Linked DNA regions of Sus scrofa: region 2 is linked to region 1. The links are chromatin contacts, called in public promoter capture Hi-C maps. All regions are on one chromosome and are shown on one strand. Each heading gives the region's core, a stretch centred on a gene start, on an enhancer-like site or on the middle of the called end of the contact. The rest is flanking DNA. Distances are from core to core; before and after follow the strand shown. Region 1 holds the start of CES3 (carboxylesterase 3). Region 2 holds the start of ELMO3 (engulfment and cell motility protein 3).

Region 1 (4,522 bases), core at 787-3,286:
TGGCTCCCATGGGCCTCTTCATCCAGGGAGATCTCTTGCCTTTTGGAATTCGCCTCGCTAACCCCCTACCCCCGACCCCCACCACCTCTGCTGAACATCCCCAGCCCACCATGGGCATCTGCATGAGTAGTTTTCCCGCTTACCCCATTGTTTTCCCTAAATGGTTATTCCTTTCCTCACCCTCTCATCCATATAAAACCCTCTCATATTTTATCTCAACATGCAAAGTTACCAAATTATGTCCATTCTGCCTTTTTGTTCCGCCAAAGCACTCTCTCTTTTGTCATTAAGAGACTGTATCCCTTTTCTTGTAGTCCCAGGACTCCCTACCTCTGACACTCTGGACACTAGGACACTAGATTTCTCAGGAGGAATGTCCCCTGCCTTCTGCCCACTGTGCCTAAGCCTAACTGTACAACTTCCAGAAGTTGTGCTTGAAGGATAGACATTCTGGCATTGCCCACTCTGGCCACCAGATGGCAGAAAAGTATAACCTTGAACTTTTCACCACTTGGCTGCACAATGCTTCCCTCCTACATACTGAAAGCATTTATGACATACATGCCTCTGTGTGTTTTTCAGTCCTGCATGTGCACAATGTAATTCCCAAATGTGAGTTCCCAGGACTAATTCTTGTTTTAACAGCTTTATTGTGGAATAATTTACTTACAGTTAAATTCACTGATTTAGGTGTACATTTGATAAATTTGGATAAATGTATGAGACATACAACCACCATCACATCAAGTTTTAAAATGCCTCTATTGCTCCAGAAAGTGTCTTTATGCCCTGTTGCACTGTTCTGACCCTGGCCTCAGGGCCAGTTGAGGGTAGTACCCTGCTTCTTCCCTGTCATTTGAAGATCCTCCAAAGAGTGGGTTTATGCAATGGTCGCCCCAACATACGCCCTGGGTATCTTCAGTCCTGGGGTCCCATGGCAGGGCTGCTCAGGCACAAGGTGCCGAGGCTGTGTAAGAGCCTCCTCCTACCACTGTAGGAAAAGGTTTGCTTGTTTTTCAAAGCATTAAACATAAAATTACCGTGTGACTGGCAGTTTCCTTCCTAGCCATGCAGCTGAGAGAAATGACCATATAGGTCCTCATAGAAATTTGTACTCATGTGTTTATAGCAGTATTATTTATAACAATCAAAAGGGAGAAACGACCCAAATATCCATTAGTGAACGAAAGGATAAGCAAATTATCATTCAGCCATACACTGAAATATTACTCAGTCATAAAGAGGAACACAATACTGATCTGTGCTACAACTTGGATGAACCTCAAAAACATGATGCCAGGGAAAGAAGCCAGACACAAAAGAGCATATATCACATGATTGCTTTATGTGATATATCCAGAATAGGTAAATCCACAGAGGCAGAAAGCAGATTAATGGTTATTGGGGGATGTGGGTAGTGGCTTGGGAGGTAAGGGGCAGGGGTGGGAATAGAGAGTGACTAATTAATAGGTACAGGGCGAGGTTAATGAAAGAGTTTTTATAACTAGATGTGGTAGTTGCACAAAATTGCAAATACATTAAATTCCACTGAATTGTATACTTTACAATGGTTAATTTTATAATATGTGACTTTAACTTCAATTGAAAAAAAAAAGAGCATCAACTTCAGTTCCTTCCATCCCACATCAGGGCTCAGGCGCTCCCTGGCAGGCAGGACCAGATACCAGCCCAACCCTAGGCCTGTTGGCTCACGCGGAGCAGGAATGGCACTGGGGTCATGGCCCTCGTGTAGGTGATGTGTGTGTCTCGCAATGAGTGTGCAAGGTCTCACGGAAGTCTTAGAGTCAGAAGAGGAGAAACTTGAACCTGGGGCTGCAGAGCTCCTTCTGTTGCCAGTCTGTCTTATCACTCAGGCCCCTGCAGGGCGGGTGCGCTCCCAGGCCCGCCCTCCTCCTCCCCCAGCCTGGGCACTAGATGCTGGTTCTTAGAGTTGGCCACCAGCCAGGCGGGGCGGTCCGCTGAGCTTTTGCTAACAGCCCTTTAGAGATTGGATGTCCCGAAGGTCAGGGAGCTGATTCTACGTGCTGCCACTTCTGCCCATAGTCAGTTGTAAGAGAGGAGCATGGAGACAGTGGTAAGAACTGCGTCCAGGCTCTTGGTCTGGGTGGCCTGTGTGCTTGTGGCCCTCTCTGCTGCAGTCACTGGTAAGACACACCTGCAGGACCTGCAGAAGTGGGATCTTCTGGGTGGTGGGAGGACTCAGAGGGAGGAAGCACGAGTGAGGGAAGGGAGGGCTGGGCAGCCTGCTCAGGGAGGAAGCCCTCCATGGGGAGGAATGCCAGGGTCATGCGTCTTCTCTGGGCAGGAACTCTGCCCTCGCTGTCATGTGGATCTCCAGAGCAGCCCTGCCCAGGGACTGGATTGTCATATTTTAAGGGGACCTAGGATTTGCCTTAATCAGTAAGATATGGCCATAGAAATGACTGTCATGAAAGGAAAAGTCTGCTCCCCATTGCCAGAAACAGGGGGCACGTCATAGCCTGCAGGGCTGCTCAGGGAAGCTGGAGTTCCTCCAGAAGCAGAAGGCATGAAGGGGAAATGTGGATGAGAGTTTCTATTGTTTGCTGGAGAAGAAACGGGTAAGGCAGGCCAAGGAGGTTTAGATGGTCTAGTTGGAATGACTTCAGCGGGCTCTGGGCATGGGGCTGTCCTTAGATGTCTAACCGTGGGGTGATTAGGGCAGGTAGCTAGTGGCCAGGAGTATCAAGGGCCCTCAGAAGAGGTGCCCTGGTGCAGGGGCTCTGAGTTGATTGGTTTGCATTTGAAGGCCACACTTTCCAGTGAGCTGTTGACCATTTCTGAGAACAGGCTAGCCCTGGGAGGGCAGGCCGTCCAGGGTTAGCAAGCTTCCTAATGTCAAAATGTAAGAATAGAGAAAATAAAAAGATGTATTTGTTACATCTTCTTCAGCAGATGAATAATCTGAGGTTTAGAGAGTGTGAGTGGCTGGCCCAAGGCCCAAGCCCATCTCCTACCCTCACCCCACAGTTCTGTGGGACCAAGGAGAGCTTGGTTCCTTCACTCGGGCTAGTCTGGCCTGGAGGAGAGAGGTAGTGATGCCAAGGCAGGGAGGAGGAAGTGGGGTTAATTGCGAGACTTACCTCACAGGCAGGCTGGGGAAGTTCAGCGAAGTGCTCAGAACAGGGCCTGGCAGAGTAGGTGCTCAGAGAGCCGACATTTAGGGAGTCCATCGGCTACCCTATCCTTTCATGGAGGCTGCAGACTCACCCCAACCCCTCTGTCCCGCCCTCAGGGCGAGAGGCCACTCAACCTGAAGTCGACACCACCCTGGGCCGCGTGCGAGGCCGGCAGGTGGGCGTGAAGGGCACTGACCGCCTTGTGAATGTCTTCCTGGGCATCCCGTTTGCCCAGCCACCCCTGGGGCCTGGCCGGTTCTCAGCCCCACGCCCAGCACAGTCCTGGGAGGGTGTGCGGGATGCCAGCACAGCCCCTGCAATGTGAGTAGCCCCAGGGGAGGTGGGCAAGTGGGCAGGTGGCAGGGGTCCAACTCCCAGGGCACGTGGGGCTGACACACTGGTCCTCGGGCTCCTCCTTGGCCACAGGTGCCCGCAGGATCTGGAGAGGATGAACAACGCCAGATTTGTGCTGGATGGAAAGCACCAGATCTTCCCAGTTTCAGAGGACTGCCTGGTCCTCAACATCTACAGCCCAGCTGAGGCCACGACGGGGGCCAGGAGGCCGGTGCGCAGCCCAGAGGGTTCTGTCCACCCAGCCAGCTCTACGTGGCCTGCACCCCCTCCTCGTCCCTGCTCCAAAACTGCTCTAAGGGTCCCGGGAACACCCTGAGCAGGGGTGTGTGTGGCTGGGGTCACTGACCCTTGGCTATCTCTGCAGGTCATGGTGTGGTTCCATGGAGGCTCTTTGGTGGTTGGTGCCGCCACCTCCCACGACGGATCTGCCCTGGCCGCCTATGGGGATGTGGTAGTGGTGACAGTCCAGTACCGCCTGGGGCTCCTTGGCTTCTTCAGGTGAGGTGGCAGACCTGGCATAGGGCGTCCTTTGTACTGAAGCAGGGCCAGCTCAGGAGAGGAGTTGGCTTGGGGATCTATGGTGAGGGTGCAAAGTTCGAAGGTACCTCCCCCAGGCAAGCAGGGAGTCTGGGGCAGAGAAGAGTGTTCCCTGAGGCTCCACCCTGGGAGGAGGGGCTCAGCCAAAACCAGAATTTTACAATGGACTTGGTTCATTGGGCAGAGGTATTGGCTCCTGGTCGGGGGCCAGCAGGGTGTGGGGGGTCAAGGAGCAATAAGCTCTAGCAGCCGCTTAACAGCCAGAGCTGGCAGGGTGCCTGGCCAGGCCCCAGCAAGCCACGTGCTGGGCATATGGATGGCAAGTGTGGCTCATGGCCAGACCAGATTTGGGGACCAGGCAGAGTCTGGCATCTTAGGGACTGATTCAGAGCAAACCTGCAGAGGCTGAGGAAAATCTCTCAGGGGAGCTGGCTTGCCCTAACTACTACCCCACCCGCCCGCCAGCACTGGGG
Region 2 (4,522 bases), core at 772-3,271, 210 kb after region 1:
AAAGTACCTTTAACAGCTTCCTAAGGTCTGGTGGATAAAACCAGAGCCCTTAAACTGGCATGTGAAATCCAGCTCCAGCGCTTCTTTCCCGTTTCCCATGTGCATCCTCCTGGTCAGACCTTTGGAGCCATGTTGTCACCCTGTAGCACTGTCCCCTTTTGAAGAGCACCTTCTCCTTTGCCAGATGTGGCCTGGGGTGTGGTCTCTGAGCCCGGCACCAAAGAGGTGCTTATTAGCCAGGTCAGGGTGGACAGGTTATCTTCCCTCAGACAGAGTGTCCTCCGTCAGCCGGGGTGTGCACACTGAGCCCAGAAAGGGAGAGGATGTACTGCCTTTCAGCAGAACTGCGGAGTTGGAAGGGGCAGTGCCAGCTGCCTCCCCTGGGCCTTTGGCACCCTGGGCTCGGCACTGAGGAATTACAGTCTGGGGGGACCAGCTTGGCCTGGTGCAAGACCTATGTCTGAGCTGTGTGGACCCCCAGGTGGGTGGTGTGGAATCTGGGGAAGCGGGGGCTAGAGTGGGACCTGGCTGGCCCTCTGTGCTTTGAGAGTGGCTTTCTTGTCTTTCAGTCCTGGAACTCCCCAAAGAGCTGTCAGAAATCTTTGATCCCACGCGAGGTAGGGCTGTGTTCCTCCCTGGGGCTGGGGTGAGGGGTACAGCTCATTGGGTCTTAGGGCTCTTTTCTTGCCCTTCTGAGGACCTTATGCTTGTGTTTGGTACCTGGGCAAAGGGTAACGTTCCTGATGGCTGGGTGGTCCCCTTCATGGGCTTTGGCGGGTGGAGAGGTGGGAGCCAGGATGTAACTGCGCTCTCCCTCCACCCCCAGAGTGCATGAACTCAGAGCTCTTGGAGGAGCTGATGTCCTCAGAAGGTAGGTGCCCAGGAAGGTGGGGGTGAGTGTGGGCAGGGTTTGGGTGGCTCCTGAGTGGGATCTTGGCTCTGGGGCCTCAGCCTGTCCCTCTCCGCAGTGTTTGCACCCCTCCTCCGCCTTTCTCCACCCCCTGGAGACCACGATTACATCTACAACCTGGACGAGAGTGAAGGTGTCTGTGACCTCTTTGATGTGCCTGTTCTCAACCTCTGACTGACAAGGGCATGCCCTTTGTGGCTGGGACACAGACTGTCTGACCTGGGGGCTGCCTGGGGACCTCCCCGACCCCATCCCTACACAGCTTGAGAGCCGCAGACTCCTGGCTTCCCCAGACTTCCCTCACTGCACAGTTCTGGCCACAAGTCCTACTCCTGCACCAACACCTGTACGGTGCTGGCAGAGCAGGGGTAAGGGGCTTAGCCCACTCCACGTGGAGCCAAAGTGTTTGCCTCTCCTGTTTTGGAGCCTTCCCCTACCTAGTACCCTCCCTGGGCCCTCCCAGAGTTGAGGCTCAGCTGCCACCCAGTGGCACAGAACCGAGGACCCTCCATCACCCTCATAGGGCAGCTTGTCCAGCCCCACTGTCCGGTACCTGTCAGCCCCTGTCCCCTCCAGGAGGAAGCATGGGGTACTTGCCAGCACCACCCAGCCTCCTTCGCTTCTGCCCACACGCAGTCATACAGCTCTCCTGGTCCTCTCGTGTGCCCCCTTCTGCTGGGCCCCTGGCCCTGAGGACCTGTAGGTGGTGGTAGGGCTGCCAACAGGAAGGAGCAGAGAGCTCTAGCTGGGAATCTGGGCGAGTGAGTCCCTGAGGATTGGCCGAATCTCCGTCTGCCCCCAGCCACCCTCTTGTTTATTCATTTACCCTGTTAGAGCCATTTGCAGAGATTTAGAAAGATTTGCAGTAACAAATGGATTCCTATATAAAGATTATTTTTATACTTTTTGCAGCAAAAGGAAATTGTAATATTTGTACAGTGTCCAAGTGAATAAAGACCGTGCCTAAGGCTATCTCTGATCTGGTTCTTTCGGAGCCCCGCCCTGGGACTCTGCTGGATCGGGACTGGGACTGGGCGGGTCACCCTTCTGGGAGAGGAGGCGTGGCTGTGCTGACAGCTCTCCCCACCCCCACCTGCCGCACCTTGGGGCGGGACGGGCCGCCTTGGCGGGGCGGGGCGGGGCCGGCGCCCTCCTACCCTCCTACCCCCGGACTCCAACCCGGAACTGGCCTCGGCTCTGGCTCCCTTGGGAAGGCCGCCGCGCCTTGTCAGGAGTAGGAGCCTGGGCTCTTAAGAGCGGGCCCCGGGAGCCAAGCCTCGGACTGAGGACCGCCTTCGTGCTCAGGGCACCCAGACCAGGTGTGCCCTCGGCCGGGAGGTTGCACATCTGGAAAGTACAGGGGGCCCCCACCTCGGCTAGACCATGGCACCCTCGCGGAATGTGGTGAAGATCGCCGTCCAGATGCGTGAGGCCATCCCGCAGCTCATCCAGCTGGACCAGGTCGCCGGGCCTGTCTGTCCTCCCCCCACCCCACCTAACTCCGGGGCGCCCCCTTCCCCTCAAACGGCCCACTCCACCCCTCCCCCAGGCTCCTCCCCAACTCCTCCCCACTCCCGCCCGGTTCTCCTTGCAGGCGAAACCCCTGGCCGCCGTGCTGAAGGAGGTGTGCGAGGCGTGAGTGTGGGCCTGCGGGGCGGAGGGCGGGGGTGGGGAGGGGGCGCCCTTCCCGCCTCGCTGAGCCTCTGCTGCCCGCAGGTGGAACCTGCCTCACTCTGAGCGCTATGCCCTGCAATTTGCTGATGGGCACGGGAGATACATCACTGAGAACGTGAGTCCCCTCTCCTCCTCTGCCCCACATTCCACTCTGCGACCCCTTCTAACCCACCTGGCCCTGACTCCTCAGAATTATCGTCCTCCTATCTGGAACCTCCTCTTTCTTTTACTGACTCCCAAATCCTCCCTCCTCAACAACACTAATTAACCAATTCTCAGAGCCCTTCCTGACGTCTATTTTCTGCCATCTTTTCCAGAACCGCATGGAGATCAAGAATGGCAGTATCCTATGCCTCAGCACAGCCCCAGTAATGCCCCTCCTGCCCCTGCCCCTCTGCTCTGCCCTTTTCTGCCCACCTACACCTCTGCCCTAGGTCTGGAGGCCCCAGCCCTGGCTCCAGCCCAGCAGTGCCCCACCTAGTGGACACCTGAGTTCCCCACATCCCCGGTTCCCACTCCTTCCCTCCTCACCTCTGCTCTTGCTCCCACCCCTGCCAGGACCTTGAGGCTGAGCGGCTTTTAGGTGGCCTGCAGAGTGAGAGTCCTGAAGGGCGCCGGGAAGCCCTGCGGCATCTCGTCGTGCTGGCCCCAGACATGACCTTTGCCCGGGAGGTCATCAGCCGTGATGGGCTTCAGAGAATAGGCACCATCATTGAGGATGGGGATGAGTGAGCCCAGGGCTGTGGTGGGTGGTGGACATGGTGGGGCTGGTGGTCCTGGTCTGGCCCTGCTCAGCCCCAGATGTCCCCTCAGCCTAGGGGAGTTGCTAGCCCTTGCACTGAGGGCCTTCTTGGAACTCATGGAGCATGGCGTGGTGTCCTGGGAGACGCTCAGCATCCCCTTTGTTAGGAAGGTGGGTGGGTTTTTCTAGAGGCAGCAGGTGGGAGTGGGGCAGTGGCATGGTGTCAGGGTCTGGCCATCCATGGTGATGAGGTGGTGACAACTTCTGCTCCTCTTACAGGTGGTGTGCTATGTGAACATGAACCTGATGGATGCATCTGTGCAGCCCCTGGCCCTGGGGTTGCTAGAGAGTGTCACCTTGAGCAGCCCTGCCCTGGGCCAGCTGGTCAAGAGTGAGGTGCCACTGGATAGGCTGCTGGTGCACCTACAGGTGTAAGTGTCTAGAAGTGGGGTACAGATGAGGGGAGCAGGGCTGGACCCTGGATGGCCAGCTGAGGCCTCTTTTTTGGTGGGGGTGGGTACCTGAAGCATATGGACGTTCCCAGGCCAGGGATTGAATCCAAACTGCAGCTACACCCCATGCCCCAGCTGCCGCAGTGCTGGATCCTTTAACCCACTGCACCAGCCTGGGGGTGGAAACTGTGCCTCCGCAGCAACCCAAGCTGCTGCCGTTGGATTCTTAACCCACCGAGCCAGAGGGGGAACTCCTAGCCGAGCCCTCTTCTTGTTCCAGGATGAACCAGCAGCTGCAAACCAAGGCCATGGCACTGCTGACAGCTTTGCTGCAGGGAGCCAGCCCTGCTGAACGTAAGGTGGGTGTTCATCCAGCGGCTGCTAGTGGCTCTGTGCTCCACAGCTGGCCTCCAGGATGGGTGCTCATGGTGGAGCTTAATCACCTGAAACCCCTTCCCACCCACCTTAGCACATGCTCGACTACCTGTGGCAGAGAAACCTTCGCCAGTTCATCTACAAGGTAGGAAGGACCAGGCCAGGCAGACCCTTGCCCACTCCTCTCTCCGTGGACCCACACTCACACCTGTGGACTGGCTCTCCTCCAGAACATCATCCACAGCGCAACGCCACTGGGCGACGAGATGGCTCACCACCTGTACGTACTGCAGGCCCTTACACTGGGGCTGCTGGAGCCGCGCATGCGGACGCCACTGGACCCCTACAGCCAGGTGGGTGCCTTTGGGG

What was found. Promoter capture Hi-C pulls out the DNA fragments that hold promoters and counts their contacts.
Region 2: a contact with region 1 is called in a promoter capture Hi-C map of liver, with 11 times the contacts expected there. The contact joins the promoter of ELMO3 here to the promoter of CES3 in region 1. A contact is called at or near these places in 2 of 5 promoter capture datasets (fetal liver and liver), 3 of 47 Hi-C or Micro-C datasets (embryonic fibroblasts, epiblast stem cells and liver) and 2 of 2 datasets of contacts at active chromatin or transcription factors (alveolar macrophages and skeletal muscle).

Annotation. Positions count from the first base shown.
Region 1 is chr6:27,625,676-27,630,197 of Sscrofa11.1, forward strand. It overlaps CES3 (carboxylesterase 3), which reads left to right and starts at 2,037. Exons shown (of 14, transcript NM_001243625.1): 1 at 2,037-2,165; 2 at 3,275-3,479; 3 at 3,585-3,723; 4 at 3,877-4,010; 5 at 4,515-4,522. The coding sequence starts at 2,084.
Region 2 is chr6:27,839,538-27,844,059 of Sscrofa11.1, forward strand. ELMO3 (engulfment and cell motility protein 3) reads left to right here and starts at 2,022. Exons shown (of 21, transcript XM_003126932.4): 1 at 2,022-2,371; 2 at 2,505-2,545; 3 at 2,627-2,699; 4 at 2,902-2,952; 5 at 3,143-3,312; 6 at 3,398-3,497; 7 at 3,606-3,757; 8 at 4,059-4,137; 9 at 4,248-4,298; 10 at 4,384-4,506. The coding sequence starts at 2,294. It overlaps E2F4 (transcription factor E2F4), which reads left to right. Exons shown (of 10, transcript XM_003126933.6): 8 at 570-617; 9 at 827-871; 10 at 969-1,882. The coding sequence ends at 1,084.